2 separate regions of the Mus musculus genome follow, and region 1 is linked to region 2. The links are chromatin contacts, called in public promoter capture Hi-C maps. All regions are on one chromosome and are shown on one strand. The core of a region is the stretch at or near the end of the contact, and the rest is flanking DNA. Distances in the headings are between cores, read along the strand shown. Region 1 holds the start of Lrrk2 (leucine-rich repeat kinase 2). Region 2 holds the start of Cpne8 (copine VIII).

Evidence for each region. Promoter capture Hi-C pulls out the DNA fragments that hold promoters and counts their contacts.
Region 1: a contact with region 2 is called in a promoter capture Hi-C map of stem cell-derived epiblast-like cells, with 4 times the contacts expected there. The contact joins the promoter of Lrrk2 here to the promoter of Cpne8 in region 2. A contact is called at or near these places in 14 of 39 promoter capture datasets (cranial neural crest, embryonic stem cells, frontonasal cranial neural crest and 8 more).

What each region holds. Positions count from the first base shown.
Region 1 is chr15:91,670,378-91,676,485 of GRCm38.p6, forward strand. It overlaps Lrrk2 (leucine-rich repeat kinase 2), which reads left to right and starts at 2,847. Exons shown (of 51, transcript NM_025730.3): 1 at 2,847-3,060; 2 at 3,243-3,328. The coding sequence starts at 2,904.
Region 2 is chr15:90,676,849-90,683,229 of GRCm38.p6, forward strand. Cpne8 (copine VIII) reads right to left here and starts at 2,540. Exons shown (of 20, transcript NM_025815.2): 1 at 2,320-2,540. The coding sequence starts at 2,456.

The sequences.
Region 1 (6,108 bases), core at 1,597-4,096, 990 kb after region 2:
TGTCTGTTAGTAAAGAAAACACCTGTTCCTGATTCACAGGAAGTCACTAGGAGCTGGATAAACCGTGCTTCCTGGGCCTGTCCCCTCGGTGACCCCAGTGGTACTGTTTCTTCCTCTGGAGAAGAGATACACAGAGGATACTGTGTCCCTGAATCATGGCTGTTTGAACAATTCTTTTACCATAAGTGCCAGGGCTATTCTAACCTTTAGGACCTTCTGCACTATAGATGGATGTGATTCATGTTATATTTTTGTTACTGTTAAGAGACAGTATCTTTTTATATTAAATCTTCCTATTTATTACTCCTATTATTTTTCTCATTTATTTGTGTGTTTTATGAGTTTGATCATTTCTTTGCAAAAGTTTTGTATATCTGTATGTTTAGACTTATCCCCATTCTTTTTCTCATTGTTGATTCACACACACAATTGGACTCATCTTCCTGAGCATATTCTTTATAGAGATGAGCATAGTTTTCTTAGACTTCCTGCTCATTTACAGTAAACTTACATTTTCCTCGAAATGCCTGTTGGGGTGCTGCTGTCTCTCCAGTGACATATTAAAAACTCTTCAAGTTAATTGGTTCTTCCATATGAAAGCCCCAGCCATTTACCATTTTCCTTTTGTTTACTTTTTCTTTCTTCTGATGGCAGAATATCTGAGTTTTAATGAATCACAAATGTTAATGTTGTGTGTCTTCTGTCACTGCGTTTGCTTTTAATGCTGGGCTAAATAACGTTTACTATCCAGTGCCTCCTAATTATTTTTTATTTGCTTTTTAACCCATCTGTAATTTGTTTTGGTGTTTGCTGTGGTTGGCCATGTCAGTTTTATTTCTTTCTTCCTCAGAAGTTAGGTAAACATTGAGTGTTATTTTACTATTCTTTGACTACTTAGTTATGAACTTCTGTCTGCAGCCATCATCTTCATTCTCGTTAACTGGGAAGTTAATGAGTCTTGGAAATTTAGTCAATCAATTCATCACATTTAAAACTCAAGGACACTTTGCCCTAAGGTGTACTGGCTTCTGGCAAATGTTTCCAGCAGAGAGCTCAAAGTACACCCTGTTTGGTGCCCTGCTGAGTATGGAGTCCTACAGGTGGATGATAGTCCTACAAGGGGACTTTGGAAACACGGTGTCACTTAGAATTTTCTTTTGAAGGGACATAAGTCTCAATTTCTGGCAAGGTTTTTGGTGTGTGTGTGTGTGTGTGTGTGTGTGTGTGTGTGTGTGTGTGTGTGTTTTAACAAGAAGTAAATAAAATACGGGGGAAAAAAGAAAAGAAAATCTGAGGTCCTCATGTCATGAAAGCGCATAGAAGAGGTAATATAGGTCTCATATATGTCATCAGCTGAGAGTTTTGTCATTATGGAAAATTACACACAGAGAGGAGCAATGCCCCAGGAATTCATCTCTTACCTTCCACAATTCCCAGTTCATTTCATGTCTAATTCTTCCCGTTTTGACCCCACCCTTCAATCGTGGGTTACTTGGAAGCAAATCCTAACTATTCTAGCCTTGCAAATATTAGCACTTTACTACCACGCAAAGGTGAAAACCCTTGGCAACAAGAAGCACTCAGTGAGTACCCAAGCTGATGGAAACTTGCTTTCTTGTTCTGCTGAAAGTGCAGAGTGTGGACAAACTTTCAGCCTGACCTTCAGTTGTGTCTTGGCTCTCAACCCGCCTCTCAAACCCCTCCACCTCTTACCCATCCCAAAGACATTTCCTCAGACAGGAAAGAACTCCTCATCCGTTTGTGAATTGTTATCAGAATGTTAACGAACTAGAAGCCAGGAAATAAATTAACTGCTCTAATTCTCCTTCGGGGTAAATAACCTTGAGGTTGGGTCATCTGAGACCATAGAACATCCAAGCCTTGACTACAGCACTGTACCAGAGACTTCTCTTCTTGAAAAACCTTACTACGTGAGCATTTTCTTTTGCTTTCTTCTTGGGATGCAACATCTTCTTCACAGGGATGCTTTAGCACTGTGCCTTGCAGATCTGTCCCCTTCTCCCCCGCCCCCTCCCCTTTCTTCTCCTGCTTCAACTCTTCATTTACCTCTTCTCCTTCCCCCTCCCCCTCTCCCCCTGCTCTCTCCCTCTCTCTTCTTCCTCTACTTCTTCCTCCCTCTCCTTTTCCCTTCCCTTTCTCCCCTCCCCCCATTCCTTCTTTCTAGGTAGGCTCTTATAGCCCAGGCTGGCCTTGAACTTGTATGAAGCAAGGATGGCCTCCGATTTCTTTGGTTCTTGTCTTCACCTCCCAGGTGCTGGAATTAGCAGTTGCCCCGGCTTTCAGAATACCCCTTTTAACTTTAGAGGCCCGGGCAGCAGTACTAATAACTAGTTCAGACCAAGAATGCCGTTTAAAGACTGTTTCTTCCAACCTTAGCTTCACTGACTCTGCTGTGAGTTCCATCCTTGAGAGCTGAATCAGAGCTCCCAGATCCTGCCTGCAAACTCAAAACAGAGAGAGGCCTTTTGGCAACCACAACCAGAGCTCAGGATAACCAACAAGCAAACAACTCCTAAAGCCCATGTAGCTGGCCGATTTTGATTGTTAAACGCTGCATTCTTTGGGGAGCAAATTACTCCTCTCCCTATAGGGGGAACTCTTAAAAGAAACCGCTTTCCTGAAAGGGGCCAACTGGGCGGTGTCCTCCTTTCCCAACGCCCCTTTGCTATTCTTAGTGGCGGGGTGGCGGCTTTCGCTTTTCCCCGGCGGAGTTCCCAGCGGCGCGATGCGGCTGGGCAGGCCGGGCTGAGACTGGGCAGGGGCGGTCGCCGTCACCGTCTGGGCGCGGCTGGGGACCGAGGGCTGGGCCTGCAGCGGAGGCGGCCGAGCAGCTCTGAGAGCAGGAGCCGTCCCAGCTCGCCGCAGTCCCCGCCGGCTGCACCATGGCCAGTGGCGCCTGTCAGGGCTGCGAAGAGGAAGAGGAGGAGGAGGCTCTGAAGAAGTTGATAGTCAGGCTGAATAATGTCCAGGAAGGCAAGCAGATCGAGACGTTGCTTCAGCTCCTGGAGGACATGCTGGTGTTCACCTACTCGGACCGCGGTAATGCCTGCAGCCCCTCCCTCCTCTGCAAACTTTATCCTGCACTTGAGTCTTAATCTTGGGCACCCCACTCCTTTCCTTCAGGGAGGAAGGAGCTGAGATCCCTGGAAGATTGAAAGGATGCCAGGATGCCGTGGTTTGTGACTTTGTTTTCATCCCCCATTTGCCCCCTTCTTTTCCAGCCTCCAAGTTATTTGAAGATAAAAATTTCCACGTGCCTCTGTTGATTGTCCTGGACTCCTACATGAGAGTTGCCAGTGTACAGCAGGTAAGCGGGCCTTCCCATCTGTTCCTGAAGACTGTTCTGTGATAGGCCTTATGTCCCGGGGTCTTGAGATTTGCTTTAAGAGGGGAAATCTTGTCAAATGTTGGCAGAGGAGAAGCACCTTTGACATTATCTGGGTGGTGGTAGCAGCAAAATGAAAACAGGGCTCTTATTGGCAAGGTGAGTCCGTTAACCTTTCAAACTATTCTAAGAATGCTCCTTAATATACAGCGAGTTTCTGGTAGAGCAGTGCAGTGAATATTTCCAGCAAGGGAGGGTAATTAAAAAAACAGTAATAAAACAGTCAAGTCTAGGGTCAGTTTGCTTTTATACTTTTAAATTAGAAGACACATTTCAAGGATTCTTCCTGCAGTGTATATCACCCAGTATCTAAAGAAAGTGATGTTTCCCGAATGCCCCCTCGCCTGCCGTGTTTACATTTCTACTTTGCGGCTGTTATCATACAAAGTGGATACAAAAGTAGAACTTCTGTCTGGATCTGTGTCACAGGAAGTCCAGAAGTAGGCTATGTAATTAACTGTGATTTTAAAGCAGACTCGGATAAGTAAGAATGGCTTTCAGTCAGGACAGAATTACTTCTGAAGGTGCTAACTTCCTTTAGAGGTTTGCGATCTGGGGAACTGAAATCAGTTTTGTCATCCAAATACTGAGAGTTATTTGTCGGGGAACTCTGGAGGCACGGGAAGAATAGAATACTCCTTCATAGTCATTCTAGAGACTAAACTTTTCTTAGTCTCCAAGTTCTCTCTCTCTCTCTCTCTCTCTCTCTCTCTCTCTCTCTCTCTCTCTCTCTCCTCCTCCTCCTCCTCCTCCTCTCCTGCCTCCTCCTCTTTCTCCCTCTGTTCCCACCCTGTCAAGTTCTCACAGTATAACCCAGACTACTTAGAACTTGCCATTTTCCTGCCTCTGGCTCCCCAGTGCTATAATTATAGGTATATGTCACCATACCTGGCTCTAATTTTCTTTTAGAAAAGCATACTTTTATCTGCAGTAAATATTTTTATTTTTCCAATTGTGAAACTTTCCTATCTGACTAGTCATTTTCAGGTTGTTATCAGACAAAAATCAAGAGGAAGATGGAGGTATGATAAAGATACTGTACTTTTTAGCACCAAGAGTCTGAATTTTACCCACGGAATATGAATCATTTTGAAGGTGCTTTCTGTTCTCCACCTACATCACCCTTCTTGCTTTATATTCAAAAGTGTCTAATTCTGGCTGCCTACACTGCCAAGACCTAGACTTGGTAGTCTCACGCCTGCTTGGTACCACTGGGAAAAACTGGACCCTGATTTTCAATCAACTGAACACAGAAGGGAGTGGTAGACCTGAGAGCCCAGGGGAATCTGGAATATAGCCATTGCTTACCTCTTTCTCCTTTCATCTCTTCCTTTTGTGTCTGTCTGTCTTTGCTCTGTCTCTGTCTCTCCTCCTTCTTTCTCTGTGCTGACAAGATCTGTGACTTTAAATCTGCTAATGGAATTACTTTGATTACTGATCTATATCCCCAAACACTGTAATTTTCTCTTCCCTGTCTCCCCCCTAACTTTCCTCTTTCATTCCCCTTATCCATTTCTACTCCACTCCCTTTTTCTTCTTCATTCTCTCTTCCTCCTTCTCCTTCTCCTCCTCCTCCATTTTCTCCTCCTTCTTTCCACCCTCCTCCTCCTCCACTGCATTTTTGGTGCTGGGAATTAAACACAGGGATTTGCATCTACCGGACAAGCTCTCTACCAGTAAGCTACCCAGTCAACCAAGACATTCTAGTTCTTGATTTTAGAAAATGCCCAAGTAACTGCAGTGGTTAAGATATTGTTACCAGCTTGTGGAGTGGGCAGCTGCAAAGTCTATTGGAAAGGAACAGCCTCTGGTTTGATAATTTAGCAGAATAAAGTCAGTACTTTCAGTGTTTTATATGTGTTTATTTGCAAGGGCTTTATGCATATTATGTTAATTGTTTTTTCTCTTTGCGGTTCTTTATTAGATATTTTCTTTATATACATTTCAAATGCTACCCCGAAAGTTCCCTATACCCTCCCTCAACCCTGCTCCCCTACCCACCCACTCCTTCTTCTTGGCCCTGGCATTCCCCTGTACTGGGGCATATAAAGTTTGCAATACCAAGGGGCCTCTCTTCCCAGTGATGGGCGACTAGGCCATCTTCTGCTACATATGCAGCTAGAGACAGTAGTTCTGGGGGTACTGGTTAGTTCATATTGTTGTTTCACCTATAGGGTTGCAAGACCCCTTCAGCTCCTTGGGTGCTTTCTCTAGCTTCTCCATTGGGGGCCCTGTGATCCATCTTATAGATGATTGTCTCATATGTTAATTGGTTCTTACTGACATTTGATTGCACTTGAAGAAAGTTGACCAGAGTCTTTCCTTCATATTGATTTAGTTAAAATGAGTAGTCCCTGTGGATACTTGTAATAAAGCTAGGGCTCAAATATGTTCGAGTCTTCAAAATCTCCATCATTTAGTTCTGGACTTACTAAGATTTTTGTGTGAGCAAGCAAAGTCCAATGGTTTGGCACAAATACTATGAGCAAATACAATGGCTATATTGCCGTTGGTCTTATCAAAGGGTTATAGAAAGGATTCTTTCTCTACTGAGATTTTTAGCATCTCTAATTGAAAGTAATATCTTCTTTTAAATCTCTTCACATAATTGGTGAAAGTAGTCTGAGCACCCTTCCATAGTTCTTGCAATCCAATTAGCTAGAAGCACCAAATGAGAATGCCTTGGTGAAGGCAAGGAGTTC
Region 2 (6,381 bases), core at 1,290-3,789:
CCTTCCCAAGTCCTGCTGTTTCATGATAGCCACAATAACCCTGCCTAAGACTTTGTATCACAACAGTAGCACACAGCTTAAGACATTGTATCATAAGAGTGCAGAGTTTTTATTTCCTAGCTAGCACTGCCATGTATGGTAACAAGCTTAGATAAATAATAAAAACCAGTTTTCAGGTAATAATAGTGAATCACAGGGTCAGAATTTGCACCCAGGACGCTGACTTCGAAGTTCAAATGATACCACCTCCTAAGGTGGCAAGAGTTCTCAACACCACAGAAAGGAAAAGGACTTGTCTGAAGCTATCAAGTTGTCAAGTACACGTGCCCAAGAGTAGAAATTACGTCCAGTTTGGTAAGAAACACACAATGAACTGAACCTAGACAACTCAAATAATAGACTAGGCCTGGACAAGCTTAGAAGAAATACTTGATACTAAGTGTTCCTTTCTCTTTAAGATTCTTTGATTTTTTTTTCCCCTATTTGAAACTTTTTTTTTTTAAGTTCCAAAAAGTAACCCCACATAGAAGAAAGACTCCAGGGGCTTGAGTAGGAAGCTAAAACAAACTGGTTTAAGCCAGTGCACTTCAGGATCCCAGTATACCTACAGCAAAGCATTAGTATCTTTGGTACATGAGACCAGGACTATCTCACCTCACTCCGAAGGAACTATAGGCTATTCAGAGTTGATGTGCCTTGTCTGTTTAGGGCCCTCCAGATGCCGCAGGATTTCAAACAAATGACAGACCTCTAAAAGATGCTGAGATAGTAGAATTCCTGACCACCCACTGCCCATTGTGTTATACGGTGTTAGGTAACAGTCACCTAATATTAAAGCCAGCTTCAGAGAGAAGAGATTCACCTACAAATCGCCACAGGAGTCTGCCAGGCAGCTGCTAACTGGAAGGAGCCTAGTGGAGCATTCAAAGCAGTTACCCCAATAACCCCAGGGCTGATGTCATGAACTTTCACATTCTGAGGTGAATCAGAGCAAATCCTATGTTATCCCAGGGTTTTCCCCTACCAAAGAACATGGCCACTTGGGGAATGGGTGCTAAAACTTGAATTTCCAAGAAACTTTAGTTTCAGGGCAGGAATGTTCAACCTGTGGGTCGCGACCCCTCTGTGAGTCACATGACCCTTTCACGGGGCTCACCTAGGACCATCAGAAAACACAGATATTTACATTAGGATTTGTAACAGTAGCAAAAATACAGCTATAAAGCAGCAACAAAAATAATTTTAAGATGGGGGGATCACCACTACATGGGAAACAGCATTAAATTGTCACAGCATTAAGAAAGCTGAGAACCTGTTTTAGCGGCGTTTAAACTTCAGGGTTTGTTTACAACAAAAATCACTCATGCTTATTAAAGTCTTTTACAACGATCTTTCCTTACAGAAAGGCTAAGAACATGTGAGGGCATTTAAAAACACGGGGGCGTAGAGGGGTAGGAGTGAAGTTTTCCAACGAGACCGGTGAAAGGAAGTATTCAGCCTGGAAGTGGGCACCTGGGTACGTGCAATGTAGTATTCTTAATATAGCCAACCATCTAATTCCCCAAAACTGGGGCAGCACAGCTATTCTACCTAACTTACTGAGGATCTGGCCCAGGGAGTATCAGGAAGGGAGTCTGAAACTGGCAGTCCTTGAGAGTTGCTGAAAGCATTCTGATGTTTGTCTACCGGCGGGCAGAAAATAAGTCGTGACTTCTCAATTCTTAGGTAAGCCTCTGCCTGGAAGACTGAACCTGGAACCGCTACAGGCCTAGGGTAAACGTCCCGGAAGGGTGGAGGGTAAGGAAGCTGGATGGTTCCAGGAAGTGAGTGGGGAGGAGGAAGCTGTGGAACTGGAGCTGAGCCCACCGCATGGCTTCCCGGACGCCTGGCAGAGGGAGTCCCTGGCCAAGGTGCGCAGCATCACGCGCGCTCTTGGTAGGACTGACCCTTCGGTTCCCGACATCACTGAACCTCTGGCCCTGATTGCGGTTGTTTAAAATAAATAAATAATTTTTTAAAAGGTTGCGAAGTGGGCGGCGGCTAGGGTTTCTGTAGCTGAGTCACAGCTTTGCCAACTTTCACAACATTTCCCAGAAAAAAAAAAAAAAAAGACTCAGCCAAAGCCCACCACTCTCGTCCCCAGTTCTGTGTCATTTGACCCTCTGGGGGGGAGGAGGGGAAGGTAACGTCAGCCAGTACCACAACTAGTCCCCACTCAGCATGCAACTTCTCACCAGCGCCAAGCCTCGTGGTACCTGGAGCGCTAGCCAAGTGCCACCAAGCTCGGATGGAAGGAAGAAAAGAGAGCCGCGTCCTCACCTGCAGGACACTGACACCTCCACTCGTGTGGCGGGGATGGCCGCACTCAGCTGGTTCAAGTCCCCGATGCCCGTGGCGCTGGTGTAGCGGCTGTCCATCTCGAGCTGAGGAACGGAGCACTTGTCCCGAGCCCACATCCAAGCTGCGGCGGGCTGAGCGCTGCTCGGAGCGGAGCTCCGCACCGACGGGAAGGGGTGAGGGTGGAGGCAGAGGAAGGAGGCGGAGGCGGCGCGGGAAGGGGAGGGAGGAGGCGGACCTCGTCGCGAATCCGGCGACCGAGCCAGTCCTGGCAAAGCCGCCTCGGTCTCCCAAGTGGCGCTCCGGGCTGCTCCCGCCCTGGGGCAGCCCCCGGGCGGTGACTGGGTCTGCAGCTCGGGGGCTCTGGGCGTAGGGCGCAGAGACAGTAGGTGACCCGGACAGACACCGCGCCGTCTAGTGGGAGAGCCCCAGGCGCCGGCGATTGCCCCCCGCCCCAGCTGATATGCTCCCCACTTCGGGCTACTGGACTGATGTGGTGGTGGGGCAAGGGATGGCCACCAGCCTTTGACTCCTGGTGCAGAGGGGCGTGCCAATATATGGGGCAAGCTTGGGTGGAGTGGACGCTGTTGGGACAATCGCAGCGTTATAAGAGAGGTTTCAATGCGTCTGCCATCCCCTGCAACTTTTAGGCGAGGGTCTCCTTAAGGCAAGATCGGCGCCTTGCAACGCACTTGCCAAACCGCAGGGATTTCTGCCCTGAGGCCCGGGAGGTCGTAATAATAACTTATAATCTAGCTCCTCCTCAATCCTGCTCCTCAAGACCTGAAAGCAGGGCAGCGTAAAGCAGATGAGCAGCTCGGGTGACCGGGGAGTTTAGCAAATAGATTCCTGGCGGCGCGACTGGGAGTGGGCAAGACGCGGGGCGCCGCCGCAGCTTGCCGGGTAACCCCCACTTTCCTGCGCACACCTGACCCGAGGCGTCACTGCGGGTCTTCTGGCGATGGCCGCCAGGGGGCGGTGGAGAGCAGGGCGCCCAGCCTCAGGAGGGAGCGTGGCTGGCTCTAGCCCTGGCTCACCTGGAGAATCCTGGGCTTGTGACTGGTCTCCCTTGTGGTATTTTAATCCACTTGGAGCCACTTCCTTAAAGAATCTGTGTGGTTGCAGGGGAAATAGAGTGTAGATGCTTGCCGCTCTTCCCTGCCCCAAATGTTTGCGTCACTTTGGTCTTGTTTGCTTTCCCTGGTCGCCCCGCCCTCCCTTCACCACCCCTTAAATCCACCAGTTCTGTTTTTCTTTCTCTTCCCCCTATCACAAATTAAACTGCAGCTGATGACTAGAATTTTCCCTCAAGCTCTCTTATTGATGCCTGAAATTGATTTGGTGGAGGAGGTCTAGAGGGTTTTTTTTTTTAAGCAAACTAGAATTTTATTTTGCAGGCACCTCCTGAAGAAATAAAAGGTAAGGACTTTAGTGCTCAACCCAGAGGCCTTCTCCGAATTTTCCACTTTATCTAGGTCCATATGTGTGTGTATCTGAATGCATTGATTTACATGCACAATAGCATGCAGGTATTTAAAGTGTGCCCTCTGATGGATTACGATCGGTATCAACCCGCTAAACCATCACCACACCAAAATAATAAACCATTCCCTCGCCCCAAAAGCTTCTTGTGTCTCTTTTGTAATCAATCCCTGCTTTCGCCATTAAAACAACACTTCATCTTTAATTTAAATACCACAGAATATGGCACACTCCATGCCTAACCCGGTTTCTTTCCGTCTGTAAAATTCTTTGCAGTTTCATCTACGATAACAGGTGCATCAATAGTGAATAATCTTCCTTTTAGAGACTTGCCACAAATTGGTCACCCACTCATCTTGATGAACAGTGTACTTGCCCCTGGGTTTGGGCTATTACATACGAGACTGCTGTGAACGCTGGCATATGGGTCTTTTGTGGGCATAAGCTTTCATCACACTGGGCAAGTAGAAATAGAATAGCCAGATGAAAGTGGAAGAGTACACGTAATTTCTTAAGAAATTACTGAATTGTTTTTACAAACTAGTTTTACTATTTTCTATCCTAAAGTAATATATGATGGCCAATTTTATCTATGAGAGTTTTTTTGTTTGTTTGTTTGCTGTTTTGGTTTAGTTTATGCCCATGTCAATGCTAAAAACCCTTGGCATATATATATATATATATATATATATGTATATATATATATGTATATATATATATTATACACACATACATACATATATAAAAATATATTTTGTTTTCTTCTTGTAATTTTAGTTTCAGAATTTACATTTGGGTCTATGGTTTCTTTTAAAGAATGTTTTAAAATTATCTTAAAGTAATCTTTGCCAAAAAATCAACATAGCAAATAAGTTCACTCTTGGACACTGCCTTGTTCTGTTGACCTGTCTGTCTCTGTTTAAACCAGAATCAGAGTGTCTTAACTACTACGGCAACAGGATATTTTTAATTGATTCCTTTCCAAAGAGTTTGGCCACTTTAAAATGTTTGTATTTTCCTCACAGAATTCAGATTCACCTTGACAATGTCTATAAAAATTCCTAAATTTTTAATTGAGCTTATGTTTATCCTAGACATGGTCCCTAATAGAGAGGAACTGGCATCTTATCAGAATTCATCTTCTGACCGCAAACACTGTACAATTTGCCATGTTTTTTAGGCCTTCCTTAATATGTGTCAGGTTTGACTTGTTGGTACCATAGGAAGAGACTGGAGGAAACACAGTGAGGCAGAGACTGAAGCTGCTCTGTACTTTCCTGGGGAACTCCAGACAACTGCAACCTCTGACAGAGGCAGGAGTTCGCACTTGACACTTTGAAGAGAATGTGGCCCTGGGAGTCAGTCAGGTTTACAACTTTCAGTTCTGTGAGACTGCAAGCTCCATTGTTTGAAGCCTGCCAGTTTGTGGCCATATTGTCTCAGCCTTAGGAAAGGTAAACACTGGGTGGAAATGTTAATTCCATGCCGATTGCTTAAGCTCAATACTAATGAGCGTAGCCTAAGGAGGCAAGCTTTGATGATAGAGCAAAGAATATGTGGAGTACAGCTTCCCATTAATAAATCCGACCCGAGCACAGAACTACAATCATTAAAAATAAATGTATCGGTGTGAACTTTAGCTTTTCCACCTGTGCTTTTCTTTAGAAAATGTACTAACAGCATGTGTTAAAACGCATTCAGGTAAACAATGTGTGTAGCCTTGTGATGTGCTAAAAGCAAAGATGAATTATTCACCAGAGCAGTCATTTGGCAAACACTGCCTGGATGTCCCCCTCGGCACTGGACACTGTTAGATCTGAAAGAGGAAATAAAATAGCAGATAAGGACCTTGTAGGGTGTCTTGGGGTTTTTACTGCTGTGAACAGACACCATGACTAAAGGCAAGTCTTAGAAGGACAACATTAAATTGGGGCTGGCTTACAGGTTCAGAAGTTGAGTCCATTATCATCAAGGTGGGAGCAGGGTAGCATCCAGTCAGGCATGGTACAGGAGAAGTTGAGAGTTCTACATCTTAATCTGAAGGCTGTTAGCAGAATACTGACTTCCCGTCAGCTAAAATGAAGGTATTAAAGCCCAGGACCACAATGACACACCTACTCCAACAGGGCCACACCTACTAACAGTGCCCAAGCATATACAAACCATCACATAGGGATTATATCAATCGAATCATTCCATTTCTGCCATGTCTTTGATTATGTGTCATTATCCATTATTTTAGGAGCATGTACTGATAAAATAGGATAAGGAGAAGCTAGTGGGGGAAAGACGCAGTAATATGAGGAGAACAGAAAGAAAGGGGGAAACCCCACAAATAGCAAGAGAGCAGCAGGAAGGGATGTGCTCCGGTGAGCTAGCTCTCGCTTGAAAGAGCATCCAGGAGCATCAGGCCAGCTTCCACTGCCTCACCTGGAGGATAATGCTCAGCTCAGACAGAATATGCAAGACAAATTGATGCCAAGGACCAGCCTTGGCTGGGAGAGCAGTTCTGAGAAAGGGGTGTCTGGGAGCAGGGACAAGTCAAATCATGGGTCCAAGCTG